2 separate regions of the Sus scrofa genome follow, and region 1 is linked to region 2. Evidence: chromatin contacts called from public Hi-C data. All regions are on one chromosome and are shown on one strand. Each heading gives the region's core, a stretch centred on a gene start, on an enhancer-like site or on the middle of the called end of the contact. The rest is flanking DNA. Distances are from core to core; before and after follow the strand shown. Region 1 holds the start of TCERG1 (transcription elongation regulator 1). Region 2 holds the start of PRELID2 (PRELI domain-containing protein 2).

What was found. Hi-C and Micro-C count contacts between places; a contact is called where the count stands out from the background.
Region 1: a contact with region 2 is called in a Hi-C map of heart right ventricle, with 4 times the contacts expected there. The contact joins the promoter of TCERG1 here to the promoter of PRELID2 in region 2. A contact is called at or near these places in 1 of 5 promoter capture datasets (fetal liver) and 2 of 47 Hi-C or Micro-C datasets (embryonic fibroblasts and heart right ventricle).

What each region holds. Positions count from the first base shown.
Region 1 is chr2:147,785,633-147,790,893 of Sscrofa11.1, reverse strand. It overlaps TCERG1 (transcription elongation regulator 1), which reads right to left and starts at 1,669. Exons shown (of 23, transcript XM_003354339.5): 1 at 1,563-1,669. The coding sequence starts at 1,621.
Region 2 is chr2:147,188,774-147,193,399 of Sscrofa11.1, reverse strand. It overlaps PRELID2 (PRELI domain-containing protein 2), which reads left to right and starts at 1,672. Exons shown (of 9, transcript XR_002341969.1): 1 at 1,672-1,961.

The DNA.
Region 1 (5,261 bases), core at 420-2,919, 600 kb before region 2:
TACAACGTGCTCTGGGAGGACTTCCAATCCAAGAGGCTAAGGTGTGGAACACCTACAACACAACATCTCATTTAAAGCCTGCACAACGTCTGGACTACTATTAATAAAGTCTAGAAGGCTACTCCTTGTAAAGCTGACGAGGAATACTCTCTAAAATGCAAACTAATGTTCCCAAATAATCCCTTAAGACCAGCTCAAGGAACCTTCTGGAGATGAGAATCAGAAATAATCCTTCCACCCTAACACTGCGCGACCCTGACAAGGCAGTGCGATCACCCATGACTCAAGTGTACACACGGGGTTTAAAGGATTTAAGAGTCTTCCAAGAAGTAAGACTGTATTCCTGCCAGAGTTAACAATTTCTGACAACTCAGAATCTCAAAGACAAGATTTTCCTCCCTGAAATCTTAACAATACCCATTTTCCTTACATAATTCCATCTGGAGCTCTGGACCATGCTAGAGTCCTCCCAACTTACTCTGCTCTTTTTCATTCCCAAACGCTGACAATGGCACAATTCAGAACGGGAGGGGAACGGCTCGCACGACCTTTTCCCGTGGTGGGGAGGGAAGGACCAGACAGAAAACTCAGGACCTCATTTTCCTTAAACCCCACTCATCGTACCCCCGGGACACTGGGACCAAATGTTAACGACAAATTCCACAGGCGGTGAGAAAGCAGGGCGAGGAAGGTCACTGCCCTGCTTGGGGCGACGGCGCGAGCAGACCCAGCGCGAGGAGGAGGAGGAGGACTGCAGGCTCCGAGCCCGGCGGCCCGGGTCCCGGCCAGTTCCCGGGGCCACCATCCCACCAAAGCGACGCGGTTCTACTTCCCCACCTGCAGGCGGCTCCGGGTCCTCGCCTGCCGCGGGGCACTCACTTAACCGAAGACGGCTCAGCTCTGGGGCCTGGGACACGGGATCAGCACCCCCTCCCCGGGGGCGGGCGTGAGGGTCGCGGGGACCCCCAGGAGGGGCTCCCGGGCCCACGGAGGCGCCCGGCAAACGGCTCCCGCTATTGTTACCAGGCACGAACGCGGGACGAGGAACCGGGGCGAAAAGGCAGGCAGGCCGCACGAAGTCCAGGCCGAGCCGGCGAGGCGGGGCAGTGGGGAGCGGGCAAACGGGGACCGCGCGGGCCGCGGCCGGCGGGGACAGGGCGCAGCGGGGCGCGGCGGCGCGGGGCCTCGGGGAGGACACCCGGGCCCGCGGCCGCGCCGAGCCCGAGGAGGGCGGAGGTCGCCGCGGCGGAGGCGGCGGCGGCGGCCCGCGCCCGAGGCGGGGCCCCGAAGCGCGAAGGCCGGACCCGGCCCGCGGGCCGCGGGCCGCGAGGGGCGCGGGGCCCCGCGAAGCGCGCAGGGAGCGCCCCGGGGACGCGCAGGAGGCCGCGGCCCAGCCCCGGCCCGGCTCATTCAAGCCGCCTTCCCCTTCCCCCTCACCCCATGCGGTCCTGGCTCGCAGCCGCCGCGGCTCCCCGGCCCCCCTCCACCCGGCTCTCCGCGCGGCACGCCCAGCCCCGGGGCCGCCGGAGCGCCGAGATGCGAGGGAGAGCGGGGCCCCTTACCTGAGCTCCCCCGGGTTGAACCGCTCACCGTCCCCCCCGTCCCCGCCACGCTCCGCCATTACAGAGGGCCGCGTTCACCCACCCGCCGCCTCAGCGTCTCCTATTGGCCTGACGGATCGTCAATCCCGCGTGAGGGAGGCGGAGAGAGCAGAGATCTGTGAAATGATTGGTCAAACTTCCCATCCATCCTCGCGCTAAGGGTGGTATCTGCCTTATGATTGGTGAAAGGGCCCGCCGACTTTGAAAGCGGTATGGAGACAGCCAGTTGATTGGTCGCTCGAAGGCCTTACGGGAAACGAGACTTTAGCAACGAGGAACCGCCGGCGCCCTCTCGCGGTAAGCAAAACTAGGTCCTCCCACCCACTGCTCAGCCTGCGGTGGCCACGTGTCTGCCCGCTTCCTGGAAAGCCAATTGTGGAGCCATGTTGGCCTCAAACCGGCAGTACTGGCTCAGGCCGAGACGATTTCCACCCCGTGAGCCAATGAGAAATCGACCTGGATCACCCGTAAACCAATCACAGAGTTGCTGTGGAATTGAGCCCTTCCCAGCTTTTCAGAATCAGGAGTCTTAAGGCGCCACCAGATTATATCTGTTATTAAATAATGCTTTCGTCGTATACAGCAGAAATTGGCACAACATCGTAAGTCAACTATACTTAAAAAGAGAATACCTCTTAGGTTGTTTTAAATAATTAGTTGCTATAAGTTGCTGTATTAAGTTGGAGGAAGAAAACTTCTTGGCAATTTACAGTTTAAAACATCTGTCCTTCAATTTCGAAACACATTTGTCCGAAATTAGCATATCCTAATACCCAGAAGGAATTCTGAATTTTTTTTTAATTAAAAAAAAAAAAAAAAACTTTAGGTACTGGGGGAGTTCCTACTGTGGCACAATGGGATCAGTGCTATGGTGGGAGTGCTGGGACACAGGGTCCATCAGCCCAGTGGGTTAAGGATCCAGCCATGCTGCAGCTGCCACTTCAGCAGTGATTGCAGCTCGGATATAATCCCTGGCCCAGAACTCCATATGCAGCAGGGAGGCCCAAAAAAAAGGAAAAAAAAAAAAGACTTTAGGTACTGGGGTTTCAAAGGCACAATGAAGAGGAACTCTGCCGTTACGGCGCTCAAAACAATAAACTAATAAAATATTAAACTAATGTATTACTCAGACCTAACCATTCATACCAAGCACTGTTCTAATTACTACCCACGTATTGTCTGTTTTAGGACTCATAAAAAGGCCTCCTAATAGGAGGGTACTATGAATAGCCAGTTTGTAGATGAGACTGAGGCCAGAGAAGTTAAAGAACTTGTTCAAATTACACAGCTAATAACTGACACAGCCTACCCTTAAACCCAAGACCGTTCGGCAGAGAAGCCCCGTTACTAAACACCATGATCCAAGAAAGTTGAAAACATCATTGCAGAAGTTCCAGGGGTGCGGAACTCAGTGGGTTAAGGATCTGGTGCTGTCCTTGCAGTGGCTCAGGTCGCTGCTGTGGCACAGGTTTGATCCCTGGCCTGGGAACTTCCACATTCCAATTTTTTGGGTGCTGCCAAAAAAAATTTTTTTATTTTAAAAAAAGAAAACATACATGTACACAAAAACTTGTACACAAATATTCATAGCAGTATTATTCATAATAGCCAAAATGTCCAAACAGCTGATGAATTGATTTAAAAATATGGTGTCATCTATACAAAGGAATATTATTCAGCCATAAAAAAGGAATTTAAGTACTGACATATGCTACAATAGGATGAACCTTGAGTACATTATTCTAGGTGAAAGAAGCCAAATATCAAAGGCTAAATATTATATGAGTCCATTGAATGAAATGTCCAGAATAGGCAAATCCATAGAGACAGAAAGTACATTTCCAGGAGGCAGGGACTGCTAATGGATATAGGATTTCTTTTTGGATGGCGCAAATGTTCTGAAATTAAATAGTAGTGATGATTGCACAATTTGGTGAATATACTAAAACCTACTGAATTATACACTTTAAAGGGTGAGTTTTATTATGTGTGAATTACAGAATATGCTATACTGAATTCAGTTAGGTATGATAAAATGTGATAAGGGTCAAACAGTTCTAATCATGCTCATCTATAGCAAGAAACTATGGTTAAAATTTCACTTAATATGTGACATTTGAACAAATTGAAGTATGAATGAGAGTGGATGCGTAGATCCCTTTTTAAACATCAGCATGCATCTCCAAGTCCCAGCAAATTATTCCAAAAATAACACTGGTATACACAGCTCAAGATAGACTAATCCCAATTGTTGGGGGGAAAAAAAATCCCTCAAAATGGATACCATGGGAGTTCCCATTGTGACTCAGTGGGTTTAAGAATCTGACTAGTGCAATTCCCATCGTGGCACAGTGGAAATGAATCTGACTAGGAATCACAAGGATGCACGTTCAATACCTGGCCTCACTTGGTGGGTTAAGGATCTGATGTTGCCATGAGCTGTCGTGTAGGTCACACACATGGCCGGATCTGCTGTTGATGTGGCTGTGGTGTAGGCCACAGCTGCAGCACTGATTTGACCCCTAGCCCAGGAACCTCCATATGTGGCCCTAAAAAAGCAGAAAAAAAGGCTACCTATGGAAAGCTAATCATGAGTGTTTAAGAGAAGGTGAAAACAAACCGTCAGTTTGAATTGAATGAATGAAGGAAACTCTTTCCAAGGCAGATACATATACATATGTTTATCACATGTATTAGATAGAGAGAGAGATGGATAATTAGACAGAAATTCATTTCACTGCATCACTGCTGTAGTTTATTCACATAACCATGTCCTTGAAATTCAGGTATTTTGTACTCAGTGGTTCTATAAAAACATACTTCAAATAGCCGGTATGAGTTGTGTCTTCAGTGAATGATTTTATTAAATTACCGTGAAAAAGAATTAAAGAGATTCAGTGAATCTTTTAAAAAACCAAATAGACTTTCTATTTGGTTTTTTAAAAGATTGATAACTCTTGGGAGTTCCCATTGTGGCTCACTGGTAATGAACCTGACTAGTATCCATGAGGTCTCAGGGTCAATCCCTGGCCTTGCTCAGGTGGGTTAAGGATCCGGCGTTGCCGTGAGGGGTGGTGTAGTTCGCAGACACAGCTTGGATCTGGTATTGCTGTAGCTGTGGTGTAAGCTGGCTTCTGCAGCTCTGATTCGACCCCTAGCCTGGGAACTTCCATGTGCCGCAGGTGCAGCCCTAAAGAAAAAAGAAAAGAAAAAACTGGGACAAAGAGAAGTTAGGTAACTAAGAAATTTACTAAGCTGTCTCATATAGTAACTTCAATGTCCAACTGAATACAGACTCCAAGAGAGAGCTAATGCGTTCCATGTTTTTTAATCAGTTTCTCCTGAATGTAGCTCAGTGCCAGTCAATAAATAAATCAATGAGCAAATTAATTAATGATTATCACTTCTGGTTGACACCAAAAAAGAATTTTAATACCTATTGAAGACTTAAAGGTGAAATAATAAAATATCTGGGATTAGCTTCAAAATAAATAAGAATGGAGTTCCTGTTGTAGCACCACGGAAACGAATCCGACTAGGCTCTATGAGGTTGCAGGTTCGATCCCTGGCCTCACTCAGTGGGTTAAAGATATGGGGTTGCCGTGAGCTGTGGTGTAGGTGGCAGACACAGCTTGGAACCTGCATTGATGTGGCTATGGC
Region 2 (4,626 bases), core at 423-2,922:
GGGCGAGGAGAAGCCAGAGAGATTTTCCTGCTTCGGCTGTTTTGACAAACTTCTTCAGCTTGAAATATCCTATATGCTAAGGTGCCATGTTTTGGGATATTGTGTTCTGAAACCCATCAGGTGGTTATTGAACACGGCTGTTATTAAACATTAAATTATGTAAATTTACTCAAACTAATTATAATTACTTAGTTGTCTTTTTAGGGCTGCACCCGTGGCATATGAAGGTTCTCAGGCTAGGGGTCGAATTGGAGCTGTAGCTGCTGGCCTACACCACAGCTCACGGCAATGTCAGATCCTTACTGACTGAGCAAAGCCAGGGATGGAACCCGCATCCTCATGGATACTAGTTGGATTTGTTTTCGCTGAGCCACGATGAGAACTCCTTTTTTTTTTTTTTTTGAAGGAGAGGTATTTGCTAACCAGCTGCAGCCCACATCTGGACTTGGTGGACCAAATTAAGTGCTAACAGTTCGTCCATGAGAACAGGAGAGAAGGCAGGGCATTTGACAGGTGGGCAGACAGATGTGGTATAGAGAGGTTTCCTATTTACCAGTGAGGATAAGGCTGGGGAGAAGGTGTTGGAGATTTGAAGTGAGAGGAGCTTGGGACAGTAAGTGGATTAGAGAAATGCAGTGTTTTTGTCTAAGCACCATGAAAAAGGCCCCTTGAGGTTAGTGATTATGAATGTAAAGAGAGGCCTAAGCTATCAGTTTGCCTCCAGGCTTTTTCACGGGCTTGGGTGAGGCAGTAAGTGGAGAACTAGCTGTATCCAAGGCTAGGGTTTTGCCAGCCAGGTATGACTGTGTGTCAGGGTAAGTAAGATTACGAAATTACAAATGTCAAAGCCACCACCCCGGAGACTTCCTCTTCATCCTAGCGAAAATCATGCCACCTATAACTTTGACCTGTTATCCTGCTTCTCCTCCTATTTGTGTGTATCGGGTGTTTAATCATCTGGCTCATCCATCCTCCATGACAACAGAGACTGTGCTTTGCTTACTGCTGGATCCAGAGCCTGTCAATCCAGCAGAGTGCTTGACACAGAGGAGGTGCTCAGGAAATAATATGTTAAAGAAGGTATCGGATTAACGGATTCACTCGCTTCCTCTTGTAAAATCTGTGCAGTGGAGTGAAGCACACTCAAAATCCCTTTCGTAGCCCTTTGTTCCTTGCTCCATCGTTTAACGCCATCGTGTTTAATGGGCATAGGCATTGCCTTACGGAGGCACGTGCAGATACCGCCAATTTTTAAGTCCTTGAGACCTAACCTAAACCTCAGAGGCAGCTGCCCGGTCCTGTGAGTAATGCAGTCATGGGCCTTTGTCACTTGAAACTCCCAACACGGAGGAGGGTCATAGAGAACAGTCCCTAAACTTGGAGGGAGGGTAGTTGATGTATTTAGTATTATTTTCTTTAGTGCTGCCAATAGCTGCTTAAGTAAGGCTCCAGGCGAGGTGATGACAGATGCCCCAGACGCAAGGTCCAAGAACTCGGGGCAGTTGCTGGAGGCTCGCCGGCGGAAACTTGGGTCCGCAGGCGTGGCCCGGGCGAGGGAGTGGCCATGGGCGTGGCGTGGCTGGGCCCCGGGGCGTGGGCGTGGCGTGGGCGGAGGTGGGGCGGGGCGGCCCCTGGCACCGCCAGCCAGCACTGACCCGGCCTCCGCGCCTCCCACGCCCGCCGCCCAGACTAGGACGCCAGCTGAAGGGGGCGGGGCGAGACGGACTGTCAGTTTCCCTGAGTGGACAATAAAGTTTCAGAAGTTTGAAAAAGGAGGAAAGAAACACCCCACGCCCCTTTGGCTGCTCCGGCGTGGACGCCTGCGGCCCTGCACGGGCAGATCTCCAGCGGCGGTGTGCGGGCGGAGGCGTGGTGGGCGCGCGGGGATGGGGGTCACCGTGGACGTGCACGAGGTGTTCAAGTATCCCTTCGAGCAGGTGGTCGCCAGCTTCCTCCGAAAGGTACTCGTCCTGCTCCGGTCCGGCCGGGGTTCGGGTTCTCTGGAGCTGCCCGGGGGCTCAGCCTTGTGCCCCCGAGGCTGCGGGCTCCCTCAGCTCCCCCTCTCCTCTGCTCTGCTCTGCTGCGCTCGCTCCAGCCGCAGGTTGCGCCTCTGGGATGTGCGGGGCGAGGGCGGGGGTGCCTTTTCTCGAAGGCTACCCCTCGAGGATCCCGGAAAAGTCTCCGTGCGCGGCCTCACGTTCACACCCTGCCCCACCTGGAGGGAGAGGCTTTGGGGGAGGGAGGCTCGGGGAGAACCGCAGTGCTGGAGCCGGGTTGAAATTGCACTTCACTCTCTAGAGCATCGTTGAAAGCTGGCGGGAGCCGCCGAAGCCTTCATCCCAGTTTACTCAGCTCTGTCGTGTTACCACCTCAGCACTTGGCTCTCGTTAAGCAGCTGTGGGCCTTGGGGTAGACTCCGTGCCTTAGTTTAGTTTTATAATATGTAAAATGGGAAGAACTAAAGTCCCAACTCAGGGGTTGTTGTGAAGATTCAAGCAAAGTATTCCTGTAAAGCTCTTATCACAGTAACTGATGCTACTTAGTTCTTTAAAAGGTTATTTTTTGTGTGATATAACTGCACACCTTGGGCCTCAATATTCAGTGGCCCTGTTTATCTCAAGGGCGCCTCCTGGGACTGTGGCTGGTAATGGTAGAATGGGAAATTTCTTGGTAGAATGAAAAGCACCCAGGCTTGCGAGACGGGACCCCTGGATTCACCTCTGGTTCTGCCTTTAGTTCACTGGATGACACCATTTAAGGGTCATCTCTCTCAGCTTCAATGTCTGCATCTAAGATGTGTGGGTTTAAAACAGTGCACAAAGTTGAGAGCTATGTTTTATTTGGCATACTTGCTGAGGATTTAAGCCCAGACACAGCATCCCAGAAGCTGAGGTTAGGGGGGAGCCAGGTTAGATTGGAGTTCAAACAAACCAGTTATTGGAATATCCAAAGAATACTGCTAATTAAAGACAACGAGCCATCTCAAGTTAAGGGATTTAGCACTTTTCTGTGTATGCGAAGATTGCGGGCTATGGGCTCACTGAAATTCCTTTGATATGTGCCTTAATGATCTGGAGCCAGTATCCTGTTTTTATCTGAACTAAATCCCCCCTGGGGACTGGGTTGTTGGGGGCTGCAGAGGTTGAAGAATTTATGGCCACAATATCCTTTGTTTACAGACATGGTGAGATGAGAGTGTTGTACCGGGAACTCTTCTTTCAGCTTTTACCTTCTTAAACAGGATTTGCAAGAATTGTAACTTGCCTTGGGCAGCCACCACTGGCCATGCTCCCCATCTGCCCCCTGGAAGCCAAATGGGGGAGTGGGGGGAGGAGATGCATTTTCTTAAGTGCTAAGACCTGACTTCTGGTTCCTGTCCTGGCTCAGTGGTTAACGAACCCTACTCGCATCTATGAGGAACGAGGGTTCCATCCCTGGCCTCGCTCAGTGGGTTAAGGATCCGGCATTGCCGTGAGCTGTGGTGTAGGTCGCAGATGTGGCTCGGGTCCTAAGTTGCTGTGGCTGTGGTGTAGGCCAGCAGCTACAGCTCCACTTCGACCCCTAGCCTGGGAACCTCCCTATGCTGCAGGTGTGGCCCTAAAAAGACATAAAAGAAAAAAAAAAAAAAAAAAAAAGACCTGACTTCCTGTTAGAGGAGGGAATGCAGTTGCAGTTGGGCGCCCAGGTCACAAAGGAGTGAGTAGGACTGGGCCTTTTTGGAGGGGACTGTCACCTTGCTGATATTGTTAATTGATCCACTGGGTCCAGAGGAGTACCTGGCACCTGCTGGGTGCTCAGTACAGATCTGATGAATGATGAATGAATAACTGAATGAAAACGTGAATTACAGATCTGATGGAGACTTTGTCTTGGGCCAGGCCTCTGAACCCAGAAGAGAACCAGCCAACACCGTGTTTTTTGTTAGGACCAGCCCTTCGGAGTGTGGACCCTCCAGTGCCACTGTTCCTTGGGAACACCTTTCTTGGTTGTCCTTGTTAGAGCTGGAGGGACACTTTGGGCCTTATTGTTGGATAGTTACTTCTGCATGTGTCTTTTCCCTCTGTAGACTCGAAGCTTCTTTGGAGTAGCTATCACTCCTGCAGAAGCACCTAGCACAGCACCAAGGTCTCATCTAGAGAGTGATTGACGTGTGCTAAGCTTCTGGGCTAAATGCTTTTCTTTTCATTCAGCAGGTGCTTAGAGGCACTTTTCTTCCAGGTGCTAGGCCCACTGCTGGTCGCTAGGGCACCACAGACAGACCCTCTTCTCATGGGGCCAATGATCTCTAGTGGGTGAGACCGACTTGATAAGTGATCAACAAGGAAACGCATCACTCCAGTTGGTGGTGTGTATTTATTTACACAGGGAAAGTGCCCGGTGTTGTGACAGGATGGAGGCGGGGCCTGCTGACGTCCTGGAAAGTGGCCCTGAGCAAGGACTTCCTGGAGAAAGTGGTGATTGGGAAATTGAAGCTTGAGTAGGAGTTTCCTAGACGCATGGGGCTGGGGAAGGAAGTGCTTTCATAAATATCACGCTTACTCCTCTCGGAAGCTTTGGGAAGTAGTTGTGATGGCCTTCCGTTCCGTGGACTGTAGAAATATGTTCAGAGAAGTTGAAGCAGCTTTT